Linked DNA regions of Zea mays: regions 1, 2 and 4 are each linked to region 3. Evidence: chromatin contacts called from public Hi-C data. All regions are on one chromosome and are shown on one strand. The core of a region is the stretch at or near the end of the contact, and the rest is flanking DNA. Distances in the headings are between cores, read along the strand shown. Region 1 holds the start of LOC103649801 (leucine-rich repeat extensin-like protein 2). Region 2 holds the start of LOC100279241. Region 3 holds the start of LOC100283774 (vacuolar sorting protein 4b). Region 4 holds the start of LOC100194164 (DUF789 family protein).

Region 1 (2,700 bases), core at 118-2,617, 470 kb after region 3:
TCTAGCTAAAATTAAAAAATACACATGGCCCAAGGGAACGAACCCACAACCTCTCAAGCAAATGCCAGCAGTAGCTTCCGCTACACTACATGTGTGGTTATGTCTACATCTATAACAAGAAACACATCTACTACATCTGTCCCCAAGCCCACCTGCTATCCTTGCACAATGCGTAATAGTAGATAAGTATCATCGAGATTCTTGAATTATATTTTTGGATGGAGAGAGTAGTATTTAAATAAGAGCCTTGCATGCAATTTCTTTTGTTTGAATAATGTTTTCAACTTAAATTGCTTTTTTGCATGCGTGACATTTATTCTTCGTAATATTTTTTTACATGGATCTGACTTATGAGTCATTTTTATAAACCAACGTCAAACATGAATCCATGTTTCTTACTTGAAAATCCCGAACAAACACCATTAGCAGGAGGCACTCGCGCTGGGGTCGCTCATCGACGACGAGAAGAAACTTGGCGACTGTCGGTTCGACCTCTAGAAACAGTCCTACGCGGCCGCATGTGCTGCTATGTACGACAAGCTCCGGCGCAACCGCCGCTTGGACGCGGTGCAGAGCGGCTGCTCTGCGCTGTCCATCGTCAAGCAAGGGACCTCATGGTCGTCGCCAACGTCGATGACTCTCGGGTTGTTCTGGGTACCGCATTTGACGACGACGTCATCACGTCGTCCAGCTCATCATCCACCTGAAGCCCAACCTGCACGTAAGTACTGACCGGCCATGAATTCTTGTACGCTGGGACGATGGCCGTTGTTGACGTTGTGTGAGTGTCCTCGAACATGATGTATGTAGAGGAGTAGCGCACCCGAGGTGCACTTCGTTTTACAGCCCAGCCAAGAGTCATTAGTACTCAGTTGTCGTGCGCGTTCGACGACTACTATATCGAGGACTGTGACGTCATCTTGGTGCCGGAGGTGACGCAGAGAAGGACCGACAATAATGACCAGTTCGTCATCCTCGCCATCGTTGGGGTAGCTTTTGTGCCGGCTTGTCTTTAATTCTCTTCGCAAACACACACTTGCCTTTTTGTTTAAGCAAAAGCGTATGGTGATACGTATCTGATGACTAACGATGTATGAGGGAATTTCTTCCAACATGTGTGGAACGTACTCTCCAATGATGAGACCATGCAAATCGTGACATATATCGAAGTTTACATGATACTGATGTTTGCAATATAGTGGTGAAACAGATAGATTAAATAACAAAATTTATATATGACCAAATTACAAATTAATTATGAAATATTTTCTTATAACGATATAACATATATATTATATATTTTGGTTGCAATGCACGGACACTCGGCTAATAAAGCCTTACAAACATGAGAGATAAAAAAGCAAACGAGAAGGAAGCGGCGCCGCCGCCGCCGCGAGAGGGGGAAGGCCGGAAGGGGCAGTGCGCCTAGATCACAGGCCGCAAAACTGCCTTCCGTAAACAATCGACATTTCCAGGCGCGGTCCCCACGACTCGTCCCCTCGTCCTTCCTTTTTCCTCGGTTCCCATCTGCTTTCTCCCTCATATATTCTGCTTTCCCCAAAATCTAAATAAAATCCCCACCCAGAAACCCACGGAGGAGACAAGCGTAGCCAGAGCAGCAAACCACCCCCCTTCCTCGCCCGTTCGCTTCCTCATGGAGCCGCTGCCGTCGGCGACGGCCGCCGGCGTGGGGGGGCCTGGGCCCGGGTACCCCGAGTCCACGGAGTCTTCTCCACGCAGCCGGGGTGGGGATTCGTGGGACGAGCCTTTCCCGTCCTCCGCGGCGGCGGCGGCCGCTGCTGCCGGCGGTGGGGGCCGGCTCCGCCTGATGTGCAGCTTCGGGGGACGGATCGTCCCGCGCCCGACCGATAAGTCGCTCTGCTACCTTGGCGGGGAGACCAGGATCGTGGCCGTGGACCGGCACGCTTCGCTCGCCGATGTCCACGCGCGCCTCTCGCGGTCGCTGCTGGGCGGCCGCCCCTTCACGCTCAAGTATCAGCTACCCAACGAGGACCTGGACTCCCTCATCTCCGTCTCTACGGACGAGGACCTCGACAACCTCGTCGACGAGTACGACCGCATCGCTGCGACCTCCTCCGGCGGAGGAACCTCGCGCACCTCCCGGATCCGCCTCTTCCTCTTCCCCGCCAAGCCCGAGTCCTCGTCCTCGCTCGGCTCCCTGCTCGACGACTCTTCAAAGTCCGAGAACTGGTTCGTCGACGCCCTCAACAGCGCCATCTCCGGCTCCCTCGACGGTATCCCGAGGGGAATCTCCACCGATTCAGCCTCCGTCAACTGCCTTCTCGGCCTCGAGGACGACTCCTCCGTGCACTCCCGTAGCGGAGTAACCAACTCGGCTCCCACGGAGGACCAGCGCGCCAGCCAGCCGAAGCTCCAGGCGGGCGCCGCCGCTGCCGCCGTCGGTACCGGGAGGCACCCGCACGACGTCCAGTCCGTGCCAGACTCGCCGATGCTGGATAAGAACTCCTCGTTCGGGTCTACCTCCTCGGCCCCGTCGCTATCGAATCTTCCGCCTATACGCGTGCGGCCGGAGGACCGCCCGTCGGACGCCCGCATCATGCAACCTACCGCCGTCGAGGACCACTTCGCGCAGATGGGAATCTCCGAGCAGCAGCTGCCCATGTATATACAAGCTCAACAGCAGGTGCCGATCCCTGCTATGACCGGCATGTCGCCATC
Region 2 (2,700 bases), core at 24-2,523, 310 kb after region 3:
AAGTCCTCTAGGACACAATTTGCTCGGTGTGACGCCCTGAAGTCAGACTTGGGAGAAAGAAGTGGGCACACTTGAGTGAAGGCTTAAGCTAGTAAGCCCCGTTTGATTCGTTTAGTTTGAGGCTAAAGTTTAGTTAAGAGATTAAAATTTAGTCTCTATATTTTGTAGTTATAGGGACTAAAAGTACTCAAAACATATTAAATGAACCATAAGATGATTAAAATATTCTTAAACATTCTTCCACAGTTAGTGCAACTGAAATAATATAGGGGTAAAAGTAGAATTTATATGATCTAGTTTCTTTTAGTCACTTCTCAAGGACTAGAGACTAAAACAATTTACTTCCTACTTTAATCCTTAGAGACTAAATGAGACTGGTGGCCGGTGGGGTTGGTTTGGTTGACGCTTGACGCGCGGCACGAACAAGAACATCTCCCCCGCATCACTGCGCACGTCGCGGCTAATTCTCGGACGCGGCGAAGGCGAACGGTCCGAGAGGGCAAAAGAAAGCAGTAGTAACGCGCCAGCCGCTGCTCTGCTTCGGCTGCTGGGTTATTACTATGAGTCTATGACTATGACTGCCAAGTGCCAACCACGGACACTACTGTGTTTTTTGACTGTTTGGGTGCGGGCGTCACGGTTGTGGACCGGTGGTTTGTGGTTCTCGTGACACGGCCGACGTCGAGATCTACTTGCGTTGCGTTGCGTTGCGTGGGCCAAATCCCTCGTGTGTCCGTCGCCGCTCCAATTATTTCGGCTAATCGCTCTGTCCCCCACCCACATCCACCGCAACCGCAAGCCCAGCTGTTATTATACGGTGAAAGATGCTGATGGCAGTGATTCTTCACCACCTCCGCTTCCGCTTGGTATTTTCTTGTTTTTATTTTTTTATTTTTACAGCACTCTGCTCACCAGCTCACGTGAGCTCTCCATGCATGCAAAGCAATGCAAAAAGCTGGCTGATTACACTTGATCCTGATCCAGCCAGAGAGCTGAGACCGGGGACGGGAGGAGAGGATCGACAAGGGAGAGCGAGCGGGCTGATTAGCGCATCAAAAAAAGCTGGCTCAGATTCGCGACACCCATGGTTCTTCAATGTCACCGCATCGCCTCCCTGTCTGTCCGCTTCCGCCGCGCCCGATTCCTTCCCCGATCCCGCACGGCCGTCCGATCACGGATCATCGTACGGGTACGGCGTACGCCATCAGGTTCCAGCGTTCTTCCCCCCGCTTCACCTTGTCCCCTTCCCTTCCCCACCACTATTCCTCCACCACCTCCATCCGCCACTCTAAAGTCTCCAAGCTTCCCCACTCCACCGCAGCGAAGAAATTTCTCTACCCCCGCAACCCCCCTAAAATCCTCGTCGCTACGACAGGGGATCCCTCCCCCAATGCGGCTGCTCCCGCTCCTCCTGCTCCTCCTCGCCGGCGCCGGCGCCCGCGCCTCCGACGACCCCTTCCTCTCCGGCGGTAGGCGCTCCCTAGCTCGGCCCCTCCTCCCCCTTACATAATACAAGTTTTTTCGTTCGATTCGCGGCTGCAATGCAGACGGCGCGAGCGAGTGCTAACGCCGTGTGGTCTCCTCCGTCTCTCCCCGGGCCGGGCGCAGCGGCGAACCACAGCTACAACATCGACTGCGGCGGCGCGGCGGACTTCACCTCGGCCTTGGGGCGCCGGTGGCTCGCCGACCGGTTCTTCTCCGCGGGCGGGGCCGCCGGCATGGTGGCGGAGCCGCACCGCTTCCCGCAGCCGCAGGAGCGCACGCTCCGCTTCTTCCCGCCCTCCTCGGCCGGCAAGTCCTCCTGCTACTCGCTCCCGCTTCCCCCCGGCCGCTACTACCTCCGCCTCTTCTCCGTCTACGACAACTACGACTCCAAGCTGCGCACGCCCTCCTTCGACGTCTCCGCCGCCGCCACGCTCGTGCTCTCCTTCCGCTCGCCCTGGCCCGAGCCCGCCGCGCGCTACGGGGCCTACTCCGACCTCATCTTCCCCTCCGCCACCGAGCCCGCCTCCGACCTCTGCTTCTACTCGCTCTCCACCGACGCGCCCGCCGTCGCCTCCATCGAGGTCTCCCCCGTCCACCCGCTCGCCTACGACGGCGCCACCACCGGCGCCGACCTCGTCCTCGTCAACTACGGCCGCGTCACCTGCGGGAACAGCCTCTTCGGCCCCGGATTCACCAGGGACGCCGACGCCTTCTCGCGGGTGTGGCAGGCGGACGTCGATTTCCGGAACAACGACCTCAGCTACGACGCCATCACTGCGGGCGGGAGGAAGGTCTTTGGCAGCAACCAGCCGCCCAACTACTTCCCCACCAAGCTGTACGAGTCGGCGGTCACCACGGGCGGTGACGCCGCCAATGAGATCGAGTACCTCATGCCGGTCGACACGAGGCTGTCCTACATGGTCTGGCTCCATTTCGCCGAGATCGATGCTGGGATCGGCTCACCTGGCCAGAGGGTGTTCGACGTAGTGCTGGCTGGGGAGAACGTCACGAGGATCGACATCTTCAAGCAGGTCGGAGGCTTCACGGCGTTCAAGTGGACCTACATTGTCAAGAATCTGACAAGCTCGACGTTGAGCGTCAGGCTTGTGCCAGTGGTGGGACGGCCGATTCTGTGCGGCCTTGAGAATTATGCGATGGTGCCACTTGAGATGAGGACAGTGCCGAGCCAAGGTGATCAATTCTGAAGATTTTTGG
Region 3 (2,700 bases), core at 34-2,533:
TAAAATTGAATAGTGGAGAATTCTAGCCCTCCGAATCCCCTACATTATCCTTGCTTTCAAATAAGCTCTAAGTAAATATTTGGATCCATCAACTATTTTTTGGTCTGTGTCACATCAAATACTTGGATATTATACTATCTCCAACAAATTTTCTATTTCACTCCTTATCTCACTCACTATTTTAAACTCCTCTCTGCAAGCAATTCATCTACAATACAAAATAGTGTTATACATGCTTCATACACGACGTTGTTGGAGTTGATGAAACACTAAATATGAAACATTAAATATTAACTAATTACAAAACAAATTATAAATATGCAGAATAAACGATAAGACAAGCATATTAAGCCTAGTTCGACCCGTCCATGTGATGCTACAATAAACTTTTGCTAACTATAGACTGATTAAGCTTAACAATTTTGTCTGACTGATTAGTTTACAAATGTTTGATATTTTTGTAATTAGACTATATTTAATATTCGTAACTAATATTTAAACATTTGATATGACACAAACTAAATTATAGTCAGGAGAACCAAATAACCCTAAAGTTTAGTAGTGAGTGCCATATTAAATGGTTGAACGTTAATCATCAGTATAGTCTAATTACAAAACTAATATACAATTGAAGACTAAATGATGAGACAAATTTATTAAGTCTAATTAATTTATAATTAACAAATACTTACTGCAGCATCACATGAATGAATCATGGACTAATTAAGTTTAATAGATTTGTCTTACTGTTTAATCTTTATCTATGTAATTAGTTCTATAATTAAATTATATTTAATACTTCTATTTAGTGTTCAACATCATATCCAAACGGGTAGGGCATCTCCAACCACGCCTTAAATGCTCTATCTTAAAATATATATCTCAACTTATAAAAATAGCTCCAATAATTTTATATTTTATAAATATTTATAAAAAATATAGAACACACTATGAAGTGATCTACATATATATCACACCCTATATTAGTGTCATATCCTTGTTTTTATATCATTTTTAATATTTTATTTTCTAATAATATTGTTTACTTACTAAATTATATGATATAGGGATTAATTATTGGAGATTAATTTATTTTTAGTGCCCTAAATAATTTAAATAATACAATATTTTATTTTTGAGCACTATTTTGTAGGTGTTTTTAGAAAACCAAAAAACAGAAGGACCTAAGTCAAAATCGTCATTCGTCAACAGCTTTCTATTTTCTTCGTAATGCTAACAAACCCAATAAAAAATAAAAATCGCAGCCAAAAACACGCTTCTCCCTTCCCATCTTTTCCTTTCCCCTCCTCCCTCCTCGGCTCGTCTCTGTTCCCCTTTCCCTCCTGCGCACCCCGTCTTCTCCTCCCCGCGTCAAACCCCAGCACAAAAAGCAACCGCCCGCCGCCTCCTCGCTCCTCTCCCGAATCAGCCGTCGAGGTGCCTAATCCGGCCGATCCCCCCTCCGATCCGCGGGTGCCCGCCGCAGAGGCGGCGCCTCCGGGCCTCCCCCGATGTATAGCAACTTCAAGGAGCAGGCGATCGAGTACGTCAAGCAGGCGGTCCAGGAGGACAATGCCGGCAACTACGTCAAGGCGTTCCCTCTCTACATGAACGCGCTCGAGTACTTCAAAACCCACCTCAAGTACGAGAAGAACCCCAAGATCAAGGAGGCCATCACCGCCAAGTTCACCGAGTACCTCCGCCGCGCCGAGGAGATCCGGGCGGTCCTCGATGAGGGCGGCGCAGGGCCTGGGGCCAACGGTGGCGACGCAGCTGTCGCCACGCGCCCCAAGACCAAGGGCAAGGACGGGGACGGAGGCAACGGAGGGGATGACTCCGAGCAGTCCAAGCTGAGGGCGGGGCTCAACTCCGCCATCATCACCGAGAAGCCCAACATTAAGTGGAACGACGTTGCCGGCCTCGAGAGCGCCAAGCAGGCACTGCAGGAGGCCGTTATATTGCCCGTCAAGTTCCCGCAGTTCTTCACGGGTGAGCGACGGTACCTAAAAGCGTTATCTTTTCCCCCTTTATTAAGCTTTGATCCTGATAAAAGTTTGGCGATTGAAATTGATATGGGGTCACAAAAGGCTTTGCAGATCTTTATTATATTTATCAAATTGGATGGAGTGAGCTAGGGTTGATACAATTATCCATTGTTACTGTTAAGTAGTGAATACCATTGTTTTGGTCGATAGTGATTATTGAATATTTGGTTGATTGATAACTTCCATTTTCTAGATGATGATTTATATTGTTGGACAAGACCACTTCTAGGGACCATATGTTTGACAACTTACATGATTTTTCTTCTCAATCTTCCTCTAGAGCATCGCTGAGTGTTAAATAACATACACATAATATCAAATAAATTAACAGTACACCAAACATGAGAACAAACAACGTAAAAACATTCTACGCGATGCTACAAGAACGTGGGTTTGAGAACTACTAAATTCAGAGTTACGGTTAAAGAGGTATAGTTTTCGGAAGACATACATGATTGAATAATAAAAACTAGATTCTATGTGGATTAATGTAAATTATTTGAGAGAATATATTAAAGATATAACTAATTCAATTTTACTCTAAGTTACAACTTGAGCAGGGACCATATCCTAGTTTGGTTATAATTATGGATAGATTAAGAAAGATTAATCTACCAAAACGTAGGTTAAATAATATCTATTTATAAAAGTTATG
Region 4 (2,700 bases), core at 30-2,529, 500 kb after region 3:
GGTTACTCCTGCTAAAGTTTAGCCCGGGTCACATCAAGCGTTTGACTTTTAAATAGGAGTATGAAATATAGACGCAACCAACTGGACTAGATTCGTCTCGTCTTTTAATCTTCGGCTGACAAATTAGTTTTATAATCCGACTATATTTAATACCCGGAACGGAGGTTCAAACATTCGATGGGACAGGGGCTAAATTTTAGTTTGGGGTAACCAAACACCCCCTTAGTCTAAGAATAGCTCTACCAACTACTTGCAGCTTACCTTCCGTTCATCAGAACATGTTTGCAACGAGAGGTCAGGTTCGTGCCGTGCGAAATGGAACACGGGGGAATCTTAACAACAAGCAAAAAATAAAAAAAAGTGTATTACCTCGAAGGGCCGATGTGCCTTCTGAGGGCTCCGTAAAGCTGGATTGCAGACAGGTAGGGGACGTAGTACTGAACGACGCCGTCGCTGCAGCCGTTCAGAGCAAGGGGCACAGCGGTGCCGTACGCGCTGCACTCCTTGAACGAGTCCCAGAGGTCGCCCAGAGCGAAGAACGGCGACGAGCCGTCTGCGTCGTCTGACTGCCGCTGCCCCCAACCGTTCGCGGTCTCCTGTAACGACACACGAGGTTCCAAACCAGACGCAGCATCAGAGAATTGGAATGGCACGGACAGTCTGAAATTCACAACAGAAGCTGGAAACGAAACCTCTCTCTCTCTCTCTCTCTCTCTCTCTCTCTCTCTCTCTCCCTGTTCAGGAGATGTGGTTCAGAACCGTCCAGAAGTTTTTTCAAACCACTCAAAGTATGGGCCAAATTTCCTAAAATCTTGTTGTGTTTCTACGAGTTACAGAAAAAGACTAGCAATACTCTGTTTTGTTATTCGATCGCTACATTTCTTTGCTTTACGATGTGGGGGCAAAAAATAGTTTCCGCGATCTTTTCAACTAGAAAGCAAAGGAGGCTATTACTGTCTCGCACACCAAGGCGTATCGGTCTCAAGAAAACATACAGGTTGAATCAAGAAAGCCAGGCAAAGTGAAAAACCGTATCATCTCCCATTACCTTGGACGAGCAGCTGGAGGACGCAACGACGGGCGTGGTGGCCTCGAGGAACCGCTCCAGGTTACACCGTCTCGCCGGAGCATCGCCGGCGGCGAACCTCGGGCCGAAACCTGCCGCCATGTGTCCTGTCTCTTCTTCTTCTGCTGGCGCTTGGAAACCGAGGCTAGGTGGGGGGATCTCTTCTCCTCCTCCTCCTCCTCGAGTTGGTGGATGTTACAGGGCGGTCCCAGAGCAGTTCAATGACGAGCTGACACAGCTAATCTTTGCTATTAATAAGGCCAGTGGCTTCCCAAAGTGGCGCGCCTGCGCTGGAGGCTGGGGCTGGAGCTGGAGCCGGAGCGGAAAAAAAAAACCCGCGCGTGTCGAGCCGGGCGGGTACGTGGACGGCGTGGATAGAGCTGGCATGGCACTGCACTGCACCGCACCTGCACCGGCCTGCCTGAATCTGGGCGGTGGAGCAGGACATGGGCGGTGGCGCTCCGTGGCCGTGGCCCGTGGGCTTAGTTTATGCGCCCGTGACGTAGGAAGCGGGAGCCCAACACCGGGCCCACCCGTGGCTGTCACGCTTTTGTCACCACCACCCTCGCCGCGATTTTCTGGTCAGATCAAAGAATACATATGCGTTTGGACGGTTTGCCCTTGAATATGACTCCACAGTCTCCACTCCACTGCTCTATAAGATTACAAGCTTGTAAACAATTTATGGAATGACTTTATTTTTCCAAGAATAAGTGCATGGCAGTCGTTAAGATATGCTAATTTATTATATCGAACGTTTGATATCGTTGCAACGAATGAATAATTCATGGACTCTCTTGATAAGCTTGGAAACTATAGGATTTGCTATAGACAAGAAATCGGCGTGTGGACGAGGACCCACGTGCATCAGCTGATTAGGATCCCTGCTCTCATAATAAAGTATCAGTTTGGAGTTAAATTGTACACTTGACATGCTTTTTAAATTTGATAGAAATTAGTTAGACTATTCTTGGGTTGGTTTGGTTAACAGTGAATTGGAGAGGATCTATGAGGAGGAATCCACTCGCTTAATACTAGTTTGGAAGCCATAAAACTGGAGGGGATTGAAGGGGCTAGATTCCCCTTCTTATTCATTTTTGAATAAGAAGGGAAATATAGCCCCTCTAATCCCTTCCAGTTTTCTCGCTCACTAGTCCTTAGCGAGTGGATTCCTCCCAGGGATCCCCTCCAATTCACTGGTCACCAAATTAGCTCAATTTCAGATAGGGATGGCAATTCTGCCCGCGGACACGGGTATCCGCGGGTTTCGTACCCGATGGGCATGGATACGGGTACAGAATCCCACCGACGGGTAAGAGTTCTTGCCCACGGGTATTGTTTGGGCATAACCTTTCGCCCGCGGGTAAGACCCACTACCCATTTAATTTGGCAACCGACGTCCATCCATACACACTACCTTCCGTAAACTCCTAGGCCCTAGCGCACTTAGCCCTAAGACACTATCTTTATTTCACGATTTGGTTCTTCCTCTGTCCTGTCCTCTCTTGCTTGTGAGTGATCTTATATCAATTTGAGTTGGCTCTCAAAGTTACTCCGCAATCGATTGAGCAACTCTAGCAAGAAAAACACCTCTCCCGCACTCTGATTGATATTATTCTTGTTCTAATGCTAAC

What was found. A called contact is a pair of places that touch in the nucleus more often than the background predicts.
Region 1: a Hi-C map of leaf shows a contact between it and region 3, with 6 times the contacts expected there. The contact joins the promoter of LOC103649801 here to the promoter of LOC100283774 in region 3. A contact is called at or near these places in 2 of 25 Hi-C or Micro-C datasets (endosperm and leaf).
Region 2: a contact with region 3 is called in a Hi-C map of leaf, with 3 times the contacts expected there. The contact joins the promoter of LOC100279241 here to the promoter of LOC100283774 in region 3. A contact is called at or near these places in 5 of 25 Hi-C or Micro-C datasets (bundle sheath, ear, leaf and 1 more).
Region 4: a contact with region 3 is called in a Hi-C map of tassel, with 2.4 times the contacts expected there. The contact joins the promoter of LOC100194164 here to the promoter of LOC100283774 in region 3. A contact is called at or near these places in 2 of 25 Hi-C or Micro-C datasets (ear and tassel).

What each region holds. Positions count from the first base shown.
Region 1 is chr3:19,956,078-19,958,777 of Zm-B73-REFERENCE-NAM-5.0, forward strand. LOC103649801 (leucine-rich repeat extensin-like protein 2) reads left to right here and starts at 1,368. Exons shown (of 2, transcript XM_008675513.4): 1 at 1,368-2,700. The coding sequence starts at 1,655.
Region 2 is chr3:19,793,286-19,795,985 of Zm-B73-REFERENCE-NAM-5.0, forward strand. It overlaps LOC100279241, which reads left to right and starts at 1,274. Exons shown (of 9, transcript NM_001152262.2): 1 at 1,274-1,469; 2 at 1,609-2,676. The coding sequence starts at 1,391.
Region 3 is chr3:19,482,062-19,484,761 of Zm-B73-REFERENCE-NAM-5.0, forward strand. LOC100283774 (vacuolar sorting protein 4b) reads left to right here and starts at 1,284. Exons shown (of 8, transcript NM_001412581.1): 1 at 1,284-1,989. The coding sequence starts at 1,512.
Region 4 is chr3:19,979,795-19,982,494 of Zm-B73-REFERENCE-NAM-5.0, forward strand. LOC100194164 (DUF789 family protein) reads right to left here and starts at 1,280. Exons shown (of 5, transcript NM_001139214.1): 1 at 1,049-1,280; 2 at 370-596. The coding sequence starts at 1,168.